Linked DNA regions of Drosophila melanogaster: region 1 is linked to region 2. The links are chromatin contacts, called in public Hi-C maps. All regions are on one chromosome and are shown on one strand. Each heading gives the region's core, a stretch centred on a gene start, on an enhancer-like site or on the middle of the called end of the contact. The rest is flanking DNA. Distances are from core to core; before and after follow the strand shown.

The links. A called contact is a pair of places that touch in the nucleus more often than the background predicts.
Region 1: a contact with region 2 is called in a Hi-C map of the Kc167 cell line, with 1.9 times the contacts expected there. The contact joins the promoter of yuri here to the promoter of Su(H) in region 2. A contact is called at or near these places in 12 of 107 Hi-C or Micro-C datasets (the D17-c3 cell line, the Kc167 cell line, the OSC cell line and 4 more) and 4 of 6 datasets of contacts at active chromatin or transcription factors (the Kc167 cell line and the S2 cell line).

What each region holds. Positions count from the first base shown.
Region 1 is chr2L:15,260,793-15,267,199 of dm6, reverse strand. yuri (yuri gagarin) reads left to right here and starts at 2,973. Exons shown (of 12, transcript NM_165106.5): 1 at 2,973-3,430; 2 at 3,536-3,868; 3 at 4,072-4,230; 4 at 4,574-4,825; 5 at 4,896-5,130; 6 at 5,188-5,288; 7 at 5,360-5,482. The coding sequence starts at 3,074. Cul3 (Cullin 3) reads left to right here. Exons shown (of 11, transcript NM_165111.3): 8 at 1-55; 9 at 181-404; 10 at 466-604; 11 at 674-1,955. The coding sequence ends at 826.
Region 2 is chr2L:15,036,653-15,042,607 of dm6, reverse strand. It overlaps Su(H) (Suppressor of Hairless), which reads right to left and starts at 3,120. Exons shown (of 4, transcript NM_057520.4): 1 at 2,288-3,120; 2 at 633-1,513; 3 at 367-574; 4 at 1-301. The coding sequence starts at 2,671. It overlaps CIAPIN1 (Cytokine induced apoptosis inhibitor 1), which reads left to right and starts at 3,747. Exons shown (of 4, transcript NM_080199.3): 1 at 3,747-3,968; 2 at 4,058-4,554; 3 at 4,623-5,955. The coding sequence starts at 3,833. The coding sequence ends at 4,736. It overlaps yellow-c (yellow-c,), which reads right to left. Exons shown (of 3, transcript NM_001299018.1): 2 at 5,617-5,955; 3 at 4,767-5,557. The coding sequence ends at 4,880.

The DNA of each region.
Region 1 (6,407 bases), core at 1,724-4,223, 220 kb before region 2:
CTGTGGGGTGCCCACCACCACACGCAAGCACATATTGCAAGTGTCCACGTACCAGGTAAGCTAAAATATCTTTTAGTTCGTACACCTCCGAATTTTATTTAGCAGAAGCAGCTTTATTTCATTGATCTGAAAAAAATATTTAACTAAACATTTAACATGTATTTCATAATCCAAAATTAGATGTGTGTGCTACTGCTGTTTAATAACCGCGACGTGCTCACCTACGATGACATACACCAGGAGACCGATATACCGGAACGGGAGCTCGTCCGAGCACTACAATCGTTGTCCATGGGCAAACCCGCTCAGCGTTTGTTAGTACGCAATTCTAAAACGAAAACTAAGGACATTGAGCCCACGGATGAGTTTTACGTAAACGACGCCTTCAACTCCAAGTTCCACAGGTTAGATATTACTTTCAGTGCGAAAGAACGGCGCCTGGTAATAATATCGAAACTATTTTAGGGTGAAGATACAAACGGTAGCCGCCAAGGGAGAATCAGAGCCAGAGCGTAAGGAAACGCGCGGAAAGGTCGACGAGGATCGTAAGCACGAGATCGAAGCGGCTATTGTGCGCATAATGAAGGCCCGCAAGCGTCTGGCTGTAAGTATTATACGTTTGCTATCTGGTTGGATTGTGATTTAACCATGATTCCTGTTTTTATTTTCTTAGCACAACTTGCTAGTATCAGATGTGACGTCGCAGCTAAAGTCGCGTTTCTTGCCCTCGCCCGTGTTTATCAAAAAGCGCATTGAGGGCCTAATCGAGCGCGAGTATCTGCAACGATCGCCGGAAGATCGCAAAGTGTACAACTACTTGGCCTAAGCGGCCCACAAAAAGTAGCAGGAGCGTCTTAAGCAGGATCCGGAACACACTCATCTTCAAATCGCCAGGGCTTGCACACTAACTGAAAAACACAATCTGCAGCTCGGACGGAATGGCCTGAGCATACGAGCGGCATTGATATGGCGGATACTGACCACGATTATAGATGACCGCCAGCCAATAACCCGAATACATAAATATATCAATTAGTGCGCCCCGAATCGTAAAATTTCGTTTCGCAACCCATTTTGTAAGCCTGACATTCAAAATTCAACAGTTAAAAATGCTATTGGATAAGGCACCACCATAATTATTATCCCTCTAATATATTTCTTGATATTCTCTAATTACTGTTTATGGTCATTTCTTTGCGCATAACAAGTGTATAGCAGTAAGCCCAAACAACCACATACACACCTGCTCCACCACCACCCCATTCAGAGCCACAACCACACACACCACATCCACCCACAAGAATCGTACGCAAAGCAAGATAAGAGAAATAATGCATAATGCAGCCCCTAATTGTAAGCAGCTGAGTAAAAAGGTAAAGAAGCAACAACAGAAATATAAGCAAGAAAATATTAATAACTATAAATATAGCTAAAGTAATAAATTTATAAATGAATTATGAATTTTAGAGAGCGTTTGATGTACATTTATACGTCGTCTGTTTCAATCCAAATAAAAACATTCATCCCACGTTTTGAGATGCGTGTGAACAGAACGTAAGGATTGCAATGACTATTCATATTCCTCTATCTTCATTTTTTGTGTACGCCCAAAGCAACGTGAAGTGATTATGATAATCTGTACGAAAAAGTTGTTTTATCTATTAGTTGATATGTGGGAATCGATTCCAGGCATATGTAGGCAACACTTCTGTAATGGATTTGAGTTAAGTAGGACACACATAGAATTGATTTTGAAAAACAATTTAACGCCGAACCGAAAGCACGAAAACGGAAGCAAGCAAACGCGATCTAAACACTGTAAATAAATTTTGTTCTTACATAAAAGAGAAATCGATATAAATAAAACGTATAATGAGCGTTAACACAGTTGTTGTCTATCTTTTAAAAGGATTTTAAAATATTTTCAATGAAATGCTTTTATTCGCCTGTACAATAAAACGAACTTGGTAACAATTTAAATCTGCAAAAAATCTACTGTTTTCAATTGGTGCCCAACATATTGTGCTAATCGTGTAAAATTTGGGATGGGCAATAAGACTTAAGGATTGGCATAATCATTCTCTGAATCATTCGAAATTTTTTAGTTCTTAATCTTTAAAATTCATGGTTTTTGCAGCTTTTTTCCAGCTATTGTGTAACCGCGTTGAACGACCATATCGGAGTTATCAATGCGACCAAACAAACTTATCCATGGGCAAATATACACCGGATGAGTTAACAATTATACGAAATTGGCAGAACCCCGAAACCGCAACTTGGGCAAACAGCGATGACTTTCGCATATTGTGTAAGATACATACATACATATGTATATCGTGAGCCCGGCCAGAAATTCAGAATGCTAAGTTCTTGGGTAAACACACGCAGCGATCCAATTCGATTCCCCGACGCACTGATAAGCGCTGAGAGTCCGTCGAGTTTTTCAACTCTCTAGAGAGCCGCTCTTGGCCGGTGGTGGTGGGGAGCGAGTGTGTGGAGCGGAGCGCTCAGTTCGGTTTCGTTGGCGATCGCGAACGGAGCGCAGACGAAACGCGCGGTATTTGGATCGTGGCAAGAAATAAAAACAACAACATGCTGAAACCGTATACTTAATACGCGTGTGTGTAGCTCAAAAACAAGAAAAATATAAATAAACAAAACTACATTGCTACGTCAGAAGACTGCAAACAAAAGATATGAACGCAGCGCGCTGAGCTGCTCTTGACGTCGCCGCCAAGGTTCGAATCAGATATATTTTCTCTATTTTTTATTTTTTTTTCCGCCCATTTTTGTGTTGTTTTTAATAAGCTTACAACTTTACAAGTGTTTTTTGTTGTGATTTTTGTACTTTCGTGAGTGATTTGTGATTTGCGATTTGCGTGCAGTTGAAGGCGAGGAGAACTGCATTCGATCTTTCCGATCAGCAGTGCCTTGAGATTGCCGCTTTCGAAGTGAACGTTTCGATGTAGAAACCTTAAAGTCATACTCATGTCTAATTACACAAGCTATTCCCTGGCCGACTAAATCAGCTCTTAGTAAGAAGAACGTGGTAATTACATTTTGAATTGATATCATGGCCAGTCGCCAAGCCGGTTTCGTCCTAGACGCCAAGTCCATGGGTCTGAATCCGTCGAGACCTGCATCATCGCCACCGCCACCACCATCATCTGCCAGTCAAATGTGTCGGCAAGTGCAGCCAACCGGAACGAGTGCCTCGCATCCACATCAAGAATCGACGCTAAAAGCCTCATCTCCTGATCGGTGCACTGCCAGCACCGAGGCGATGTCCACCGAACATTACCGCTGTCTGATCCAGAAGCTGCGGGATACCAACGGCGATGCTGGCGATATGAGCTTTGAGCTGAACAGCATATTTCTGAAGCGGCTGGACGAGATTGACTGCCTAGATGAGCACGAGGGTGATGACATGGTGAGATTCGTTGTAAATCAAGGATGGTATCCATTGAAACTAATTCCTAGCAAAATCCCCCTTGAGATAAATTATTTTATATGACCCATTTTCATACCCTTTTAGCACACTTGCCAGTTGCGTCTGGTCACTTTTCAGGAGTGGGTGGATTTCCTGCTCCACGTGAACAGCGTGATCCTGGGCAACGTGTCGGACTTGGAGAAGGAGGCGTACAGCAAGATCGTTGCCTGCTGTCAGTCTGTCCAAGTGCGACAACAGCATACCCTCGAGGAGAATCGTAGGCTGCGTGAGGACATTTGTGCGATCATAGAACGCGTGCAGCATTCTCCTCACTGCACCGACTTTGATTTCAATGGCATTTCCCTAGAGACACTGACCGTTAATCAATTGCGGGGCGTGGGAAAGGATCCCGCCCACGCGGAATGCGAGAGCGAGAAGGTAGGCCATAGATCCTTGAAGGGAAAAGGCGGCGGTGATTCCAATGTCAAGTGGGACCCGAAGTCGTCCCACAAGCGCGAGAACTCTAAATGATTGTCTCGCTAACTAAATACGTATATTTTGTGCTGCTCTTAATAAAATTTGATATTTTGTTCATCGATATTTAATGCTTGGCTTTGATTGGCGTTTAACTTTGTTCGCAGATGTCCGAGAGCATGAAGTCCTTAGTCGGCGAGATAGCCGCCAAGCATGACGAGATCGGCGAACTGAAGTCACAGATCAATGCCTTGGACGAGGTTGTACACACGGCCAGGCAGAAGTTACTTTTGAAGGATCAGTGCATAGCACAGCTCAATCAACAGGTGAGATATCCTATTGTGGCATTACTCAACCAGAAATCTGCATATGTGCATTGTGTGCTTATGGAAGGAATTTATTCAATTCGTTGTTTTAAAAACAAAAAACAAAAACATCATCGTCGTCAGGTGACGTTACTCATTATTGAGCTCAGTTTAATTATAGATTCATTGGAATACTTTTCTTATCGCTTAATCGGCTGCTTAAGCGTACAATCGAAAACCTAATCGAGTATCTTTTTAGTGAAATACCGAATTTCTTGGTAAAATTTTCAGTGTATTCAATCAAAAAGCACATCGAAACTTTCTAACTAGCTTTTTTTTAACATTCCAAATACCGTGAAAACAGCTGCACGAGATCACCCGGTGCATTGAGTCCAGAGATCAGGCCAAAATGGAGGAATCGCCCAACGATACACTGACCGCGGACGCGATTACAAGCGATATGCTCGAGAATCTCTCGATCCACGACACCCAGGAGAGCGAAATGCTGCGGCTGCTAAACGCGGAGCTCAATGATCTTCTCGATCTGCACAACAAACAGGAGTTCCAGACCATTGAGATTCGGCGAAAACGTGTGTCCTGCTTTATCGAAAAACTGGTGAGGGATTCGACTTACATATTTCTGAGCTTTAGCATATCCTCATTAATTACACCCTTCTTAATCAAAGGTATCCGAGCGTGAGGACACTCTGAAAAAACTCGAGAGCATTCGTAGTCATCTGACAATCCTTCAGTCAGACCTCGATCAATCCTGCCTAATCTCCGTTGATCCCGAATCAGGGCCCTGTGATCTGGACGCGGATGCTCAGATGCTGGAAGCTCTACGTAGACGCCTGCTCAACCTTAGCCAACTTAATCGAGAACTGCACGGAAAGTACCAGCGCCTGGACACCGAGTCGAAAAGTGGGTATATCCGATTCTCGATACTTTTGCTATAACTATTTCCCTATTTGCAAAAAGTCAAAATTTCAGAGCTGGAGGCGAGGATTGAATCGGAAAGCAGCGTTCTTCAAAGAAATAGCGATGTTCTAAGGGAGATCGCCGAACTCATCTGCTCGTTGGTGAGTTAAGACTCTTCTCTATTCTGCAGGATTGCAGGAAATGCATATTAAAAATATGTGCATCATTTCAGGGTTCCAAGGAGTTCTCCTACAACGAAATCTACGACGAATCCTCGAAAGAAAATCCATTTTGTACGACCATTGCGGATATGTTTGCACGGAAATTCGAGCAGGAGCAAAATCAAGTGGAAATTGTGAGTATCTGACGGCTTTGATTGCATCGCAAATAACCAATAGCCGATTCCAATAACCCCGGTTGTCATATCAAATGCAGGAATGCGATACGAAAACACCTTCCCAAACAAGGAAGCCAACCAAAACCACCAAAATCCCGGGAGCCACGGCAAAAACAAACAAACAACAACCAACACCTAAACCTTCAAACAAGCCAACGACAACTAAAACTATACCAACGAAAAACACAACTACAACGTTTAGGACCTCCAAGTAACTATGTCACTTGTTGGGCCTCCTAAACAGTTAGTCTAATCTAAGCCACGTTAAGAAGTTTGTATAGTTTAGCTTAAAGTTTGTCGTTCTTAAGTTATTTATCATCGCGATTGTTCGCCACGAAAACTCAACTCCACTCAAATCTATATCTATCTATATATGGTTAAACAGAAACTAGAATCACAGATTGCTGAAATGAATAGTTTTAATGAAATGAACTAGTTTTAAATAAAGTTTCTTTCATATCCCAACCAAATTATGAGCTTGAAATACATTTCCGATTTACGTTTCAGCACATAGAACTTTCTTCTTATGTGGTAAACGACATTCGCCTTCACATATATACTCGGTACAGTATATACTCGGTAAATCCTGGCTGGATTGACAAAAGAACTACTGTTGCCATTCGAGTCCCCGATTTATTTACCCATATATATATATATATGAATATATATATATTGGGCCCAGACACAAAAGAAAGAGATCCACTTCACTCATCCCGCCGGGCAAATGTCTACATACGACAAATACAAATCGTTCGCCAATGTGTTTATTGTGGAAACTCGGCTGTATGTTCAACTGCAATTGCCCCTGAGGGGGGAGCACCTTCTGCCCTCCAGCCAGTGGAGCTGGCGAATCGGAAATAGGTTTCGTGTTATTTATTTACCC
Region 2 (5,955 bases), core at 1,871-4,370:
CGCTACCATGACTATTCCATTGCACTTCTGAGATGGAGGGCAGAGCCTGATGCTGCTGCTGTTGTTGTTGCAAGCCACCGCCGGCTGCCGGCGATCCCGCATTGTTGCTGTTATTATTGTTGCTAATGCTAGTGATGTTATTATTGTTATTGTTCTGTCGCGCTCGCATCACATCCTCGGCCTGTGTATTGCAGTGCGGCCGAGGACCTGGTTCAGGTGTATACGTGAAGGTCAGACCGGTGGCATAAATTATTCCATCGTTGCGCACCAGCGAAATGGGCACCTGCGTGGGCTGACGTACCTGCAAGGACCATTAAAAGTAAAATTTATAGCGCGTATTAAACAGATTTACATTGGAAAACCTACCCAAAGCCATTCGCCTCGAAATTGTGAAATCTCCGGCACCACGCATAGCAATGTCTCTGTGCAGCGGTACATGGTTTCCGCCTCCACATCGCCAAACCACACCTGCAGATGCGGCGTAAAGTTGTCGCCACTCAGCTCTAGCATGGCCACATCCCCGCCGCCATTGAGATTAAGGGAATTAACGATTGGCACTGGAGTGACTGGAGAACTGGAAGAAAACACGAAATGAAAACTAATCCATTGAGTTGTAAGTAAGCTATACTTACGCCACAGGACCCATGCCCTCGTAGAACTGGTACTCAGCCTTGTCGGTGGATATGATGGTCCAGCAGGCGCCGTCATTGATCATCTCCTTGTTCGGCTCCTTGGGGCACGGCGTGGCCTGGAACTGTATGATTTTCTCCTGCGACAAACAGAGATACATCCGATCCGTATCCTTCATGTAGAAGGCGCATTTGTGCAGCTGAGAAACGGGATCGTCGGCTTCCAGCAGGGCCATCTGCTTGTCTACCTTCCGGATGATCAGACGTGGCAGGGCCATGCCCGTTACGGAGCACACCAGTTTGACTGTGGCTCCGTAATGAATGTAACCATCGCGCACCTGAAACTCCTCCGACTCGGACTCATTGTCATCCAGCAGGTGTATCGTAAAAGCTCCCCATTGTGTTGACGACGCATGAAAGTGTCCGTTCTCCACGTGAAGGTAACGGGTGGAGACAGTCTGGGAACGCAGGCGATTGAACAGGGCTACATTGGTGCCGCTGGCTATGCACAGATCGGCATTCTTTAGCGACTGTTTCTTTTTGGACGGCTTGGATATAACCTTGATCCGTTTCGAGTTAAAAACGCCAATGTCATGACCGTTTCCGTAAAACATCTTCACCGACAGCATAAAGTGTTTTCGCTTGTCCGAGTCCGAGATGAAGAGCGTCTTGGCCGCACAGTACTGCTTGCCATTGAGATCCAGCTGCTGCATATCCTGGTCACTGCTCCCGATACCGATGAACGCGCATAGTTGTGCTCCCTGTTCGCCCTCGCCCTGCTGCAACATCTCCTCGTACCGCCGGCGCCAGCCACTTCCGAACAGATAAATGCACGGCGGTGGGCAAAAGAATCGCTTCTCATTGCCATAGGACTTTTGGGCCACCTGGAATTCACACAGACAGACAGACAGAGGCGCACGATGGTGCAGGGAAAATTCAATTAGTACAAATTGCCGTCCAGATTATCGGAAAATCATATCAAAACCGCAAGCAATGCAGCTTTGTTAATTTTCTGTAATTAATTTCAATTATTTTCATTGCGGACTGGACCGCGCTCGCGTTGCTCAATTTGCGGGCAGTCGAGTGTGAAGGATTCCCATTTGGCGGCAGTCGTCGCTTGAAGATCGCCACCGCTAAAAGCAACCGCGACAATTTTATTCCATTTTCATGTCTGCGTTCGCCAAAAACCGCAAAAATGTAACACTTTAAAGTGGACAATGGAAACACTAGCACCTTTAAATAGTGGGTGTGGTTTTGGCGTTGCGGACTGACCGATTAGATTAAAACTAAATTATAAAAAAAAAATAAATATCTTGTAAAGCATACAAGTAATTTTCAAAGAAAGGATACATCGTTAAACTTGAAATAGAAAGAAAATCTGAATTTAATCTATTTAATCTAAAAAATCGAATAATTTAGGAAATCGACGTACAAAACTGACCAAGTTTCTAATTTAAATGAAAGTTAGGATATCCTACGTTTCTCCAGTTTGGGTTAATATATTTTTAGTAATATTGAAATAATGTATTTCAAGCTTCAAATAATTTAATTAAGACTTAAGACTCAGGAGTTCCCTTGTATGTTTTAGAATATCTTGAATACTAAATCCAGACCAAGCACCTGATAATACCGGCTTAAAAGTGGAAATCCTTTCGTACCTTGGCGTGCAGGATAACGATGACCATGTCGTTGCGCTCGCGCATGTACTTCTCCATGGCGTCCCGCGTGAGCTTCTTCTCCTCGATGTGTGGCCGGTAAGGACCCGGCAGCAAGGACATCTGCATTTGTTGTTGATGCTGCTGTTGTTGTTGTTGTTGTTGCTGCTGCTGCTGCTGTTGGTGGTGCACTTGCAATTGTTGTTGCTGCTGCTGCGACGACGGCGGCTGCGGACCGGGCAGTCCAAAGTGCGGCATATCCTGGCTCTGTTGTTGCTGCTGCTGGTGAGGATCGAGGGGTGAGCCGTTGGGATTTACAACCGTAGTTTCGTAGGCAATGGCGGGCGGGGCGGCGGCGTTTAAATTAAATTGGCTGTAGCTCTTCATTTATGCACATGTCTCCTTGCATTGAACTTATTGGAATTTTGTTTGGATCTTTTCTATTATTTCGTTTTTGGCTATTTGGCAAATTCGTTTGGCACTTTATACACTGTTCGCTGGTGCTGTTTTTGTTGTTGTTGTTGCTGCTGTATGTTTTCTATTTTGTTATCCTGCTGCACAAACACACACGCAGAGCAGCTGTCGTTTCTCTCACGCACTCTCTTCCTCTTAACCGCGGATTGGCTTTGTTGTTGTAGCTCAAGCTGGATTTGCGGCTAGCTGCGATTCACGACTAATCACACATATTTCAGCGTTTCGAGCAGATCTTGACTAGCGACTAGCGGTAGTGGCGGCTGGCTTCTGTTTAAGGCTGCAACTAGCGCTCGAGTTATATTTATAATATGCTACAACTAAAAAAGCGACTGAGGATGTTGATGTTGTATCGATAGTCCGATAGGCGCTTATTTATGATAGTCGCTGCCTACCGGCGATATGTTTGTCGCTTCACAGCACTGTTGGTTGGATTTGGATGGCAGTGGGCATTTGGTTATTTTATAGCCAATTTGGAGTAGCTAATATATTTTGTTTTAACTTTGCAGTTTCTGAATACATTTGTATATTTATTCCCATCACATCACTGTTAAAGATATTATTTCTTATATCTATAAATACTTTTAACTGATGCGAAAGGTATCGATTTTCATTGAACACTTCGATTTTGAGCGCCCACATTTAAAATTCAAGGTACAAACTACCAACCTTCTTGTCTAACTGTCCATGCATTTTTAAAACGGGCCGTGGGAAAGTACACATGGGTGAATTTAAAAGATAATTCGCGACTTTAGGCTTAAATGTAACCGTTTAAATAGGTTTAGTGGCAGAAACACACAATATGCAACTAAAAGCTGTTAATTATGTATCAGAATGTAAGCTGTAACTCATTAAAAAACGAATCTGGTGGAGTACACTTAGTTATTCATATATTTTAGCAGTCACAGTGTAAAGTGGAAAAATCTACAATCACTGAATATCATTTGCAATCCGATAGGCAGGTACAATCGATATCACCGCTCGATTTTCGGTGCATTGCCATATCTAACTTGTGAAATCAAAAATCGGTTCCGTTCGGTGCTTGAACTTTTGAGATATTCTAGAAACACATCCACAATGGAGAACTTTAAGGGTCTACAAAAATCCCTATACATATGGACGGACAGCGCCGACTTGGACAAGCGCGTGGAGCAACTAAAGGCGGCCACTGGCGGCGATGTGGCTTTGGAAAATGTGCACCGCCTTTCGTTTTGTAAGTTGCGTGCGGTGCGGTGTGTGTGTGCTGTTTTTGACTAGCCAGTGAGTCAGCAGATTAAAATCAGTGATGTTTATGCATTACAGCTTCCTATGCCAACTCCAGTTTCGACCTGATTGTGATCGAGTGCGCCCAGCTGACCGACAGTTACGTAAAACTGCTGCACATGCTGAAACCGAGTGGCAAACTGCATTTGGTGTCCTACATCGGTCCGGCGGCTAGTTTGCTGCAGGAGATCAAGCTATCCGGATTCATAAACTGTCGCGAGGACTCTCCAGATGCTTTGACCGCCGAGAAGCCTGGCTACGAGACAGGATCCTCAGCCAGGTTGTCATTCGCAAAGAAGAACGCCAGTGCAGTCAATGTGTGGAAGATAAGCGGTGACGATGAGGAACTGATCGATGAGGAGGAGCTGCTGGACGAGGAAGACAAACAGAAGCCGGATCCGGCTGGTCTGCGTGTCTGTAGCACCACGGGCAAGCGCAAGGCGTGCAAAAACTGCTCCTGCGGGCTGGCCGAGGAATTGGAGACTGAAAAACAGAGCCAGAAGGCCACCGAGAATGCCAAGTCAAGCTGTGGAAATGTGAGTTCTCTTAACCCCGATGTGAGTTAGCATTAACCTCGATTATAACTGATTTCTTATATGCACAGTGTTATCTCGGCGACGCCTTCCGCTGCTCCACTTGCCCCTATTTGGGCATGCCCGCCTTTAAGCCCGGTGAGAAGGTGCAACTGGCCGACAACCTCCTGAAATCCGACATTTAACTTAGGCTCACCATGGTATACCCAATCAATCACATTTCAAATAGTTTATTAAGCTGACTTACTAACAAACAATAATGTCATAATGTAAATACAAAAATGCACCGCGTCATAAACACAGCATGTAGATTTAAATATCCAAGTGATCACATTTCGCATGGTGTACCCTTGATGAGATCGCGGTTCTGGCCCATCAAAATACGATAGTTGACGGCCGAGGGATCGAGTTCCTTGTACAAATATGTCGGCATCTTGTCGGACAGCACCCAAATAGTGCCTTCATTGTCGATTTTCATGTCATTTGGAAAGACCAGAGTGTGCGAATCGGAATCGATTAGCCCCTGGGTGTCCGGAGTGTATGGACGCTTGATGTTCCAACAAGCAATGGCGTCTTTGTTCACCTGCGTATAGAAGATGACGCCGGTCTCGGGGTCAAAGACCTCGGCGGTGGACTGGCCATTCATGCCACGGTCACCAACGTATTTAAAATCGTAATACGAATCGCCAGCGGTCACGTGTGATTCGTTTTGCAGCACGCGGTTCGAAACCTTGAACTCCTTGGTACTGGCCAGGGCATGGAAATAAATGTCCTTGGAGTGATCTGGATTCATTGGGCCCACGGCCAGCCCAAAAACGCCATCCGTCCACTGGAAGTTCACGCCGCCCACATTGAAATCACCATGCAGAGGATCGAAGTGGAAGAAGTTGTGCTTGACGCGGTAGGATTTGTCGTTCCTCAGGGAGTACACAATCACACCGTAGGCACCCAAATCCGGAATGTAAGCAAAGGCATCTTGGCACTCCGAGCGGTCCGCATCCACAACCTAAATATTGATTAATTCGATCAGTTTGGAATTTAAATAATACGCCTATGCATACTCACAATATTCGCAAAGAACGAGTCCTCTTTGGTCTGATCAGCGGGAATGGTGAAACGGCGCAGTAAAGTATCTGTTTTCAAGTCGAAAACCAGGATTGAATTGGGCGTAATCTGCTTGGGACTGCCCAGGATGTCGGCCAAGCCAGTATCGAGCACCCACAGGCGATCGCATACGTCGACTTGAATTCGGAAGGTGGAAATGACAGTGGAGTTGTCCTTCAGCTGGATGCCGGCATCTTGAGCCTTGTCCGCGTCCAGACGTCCACCGGATGGTGTCTTTTGGTCCTGTGGCTGCACATCGATGGGCAGCTTGTTGGCCTCCCAACTGGGATACGGATGCAG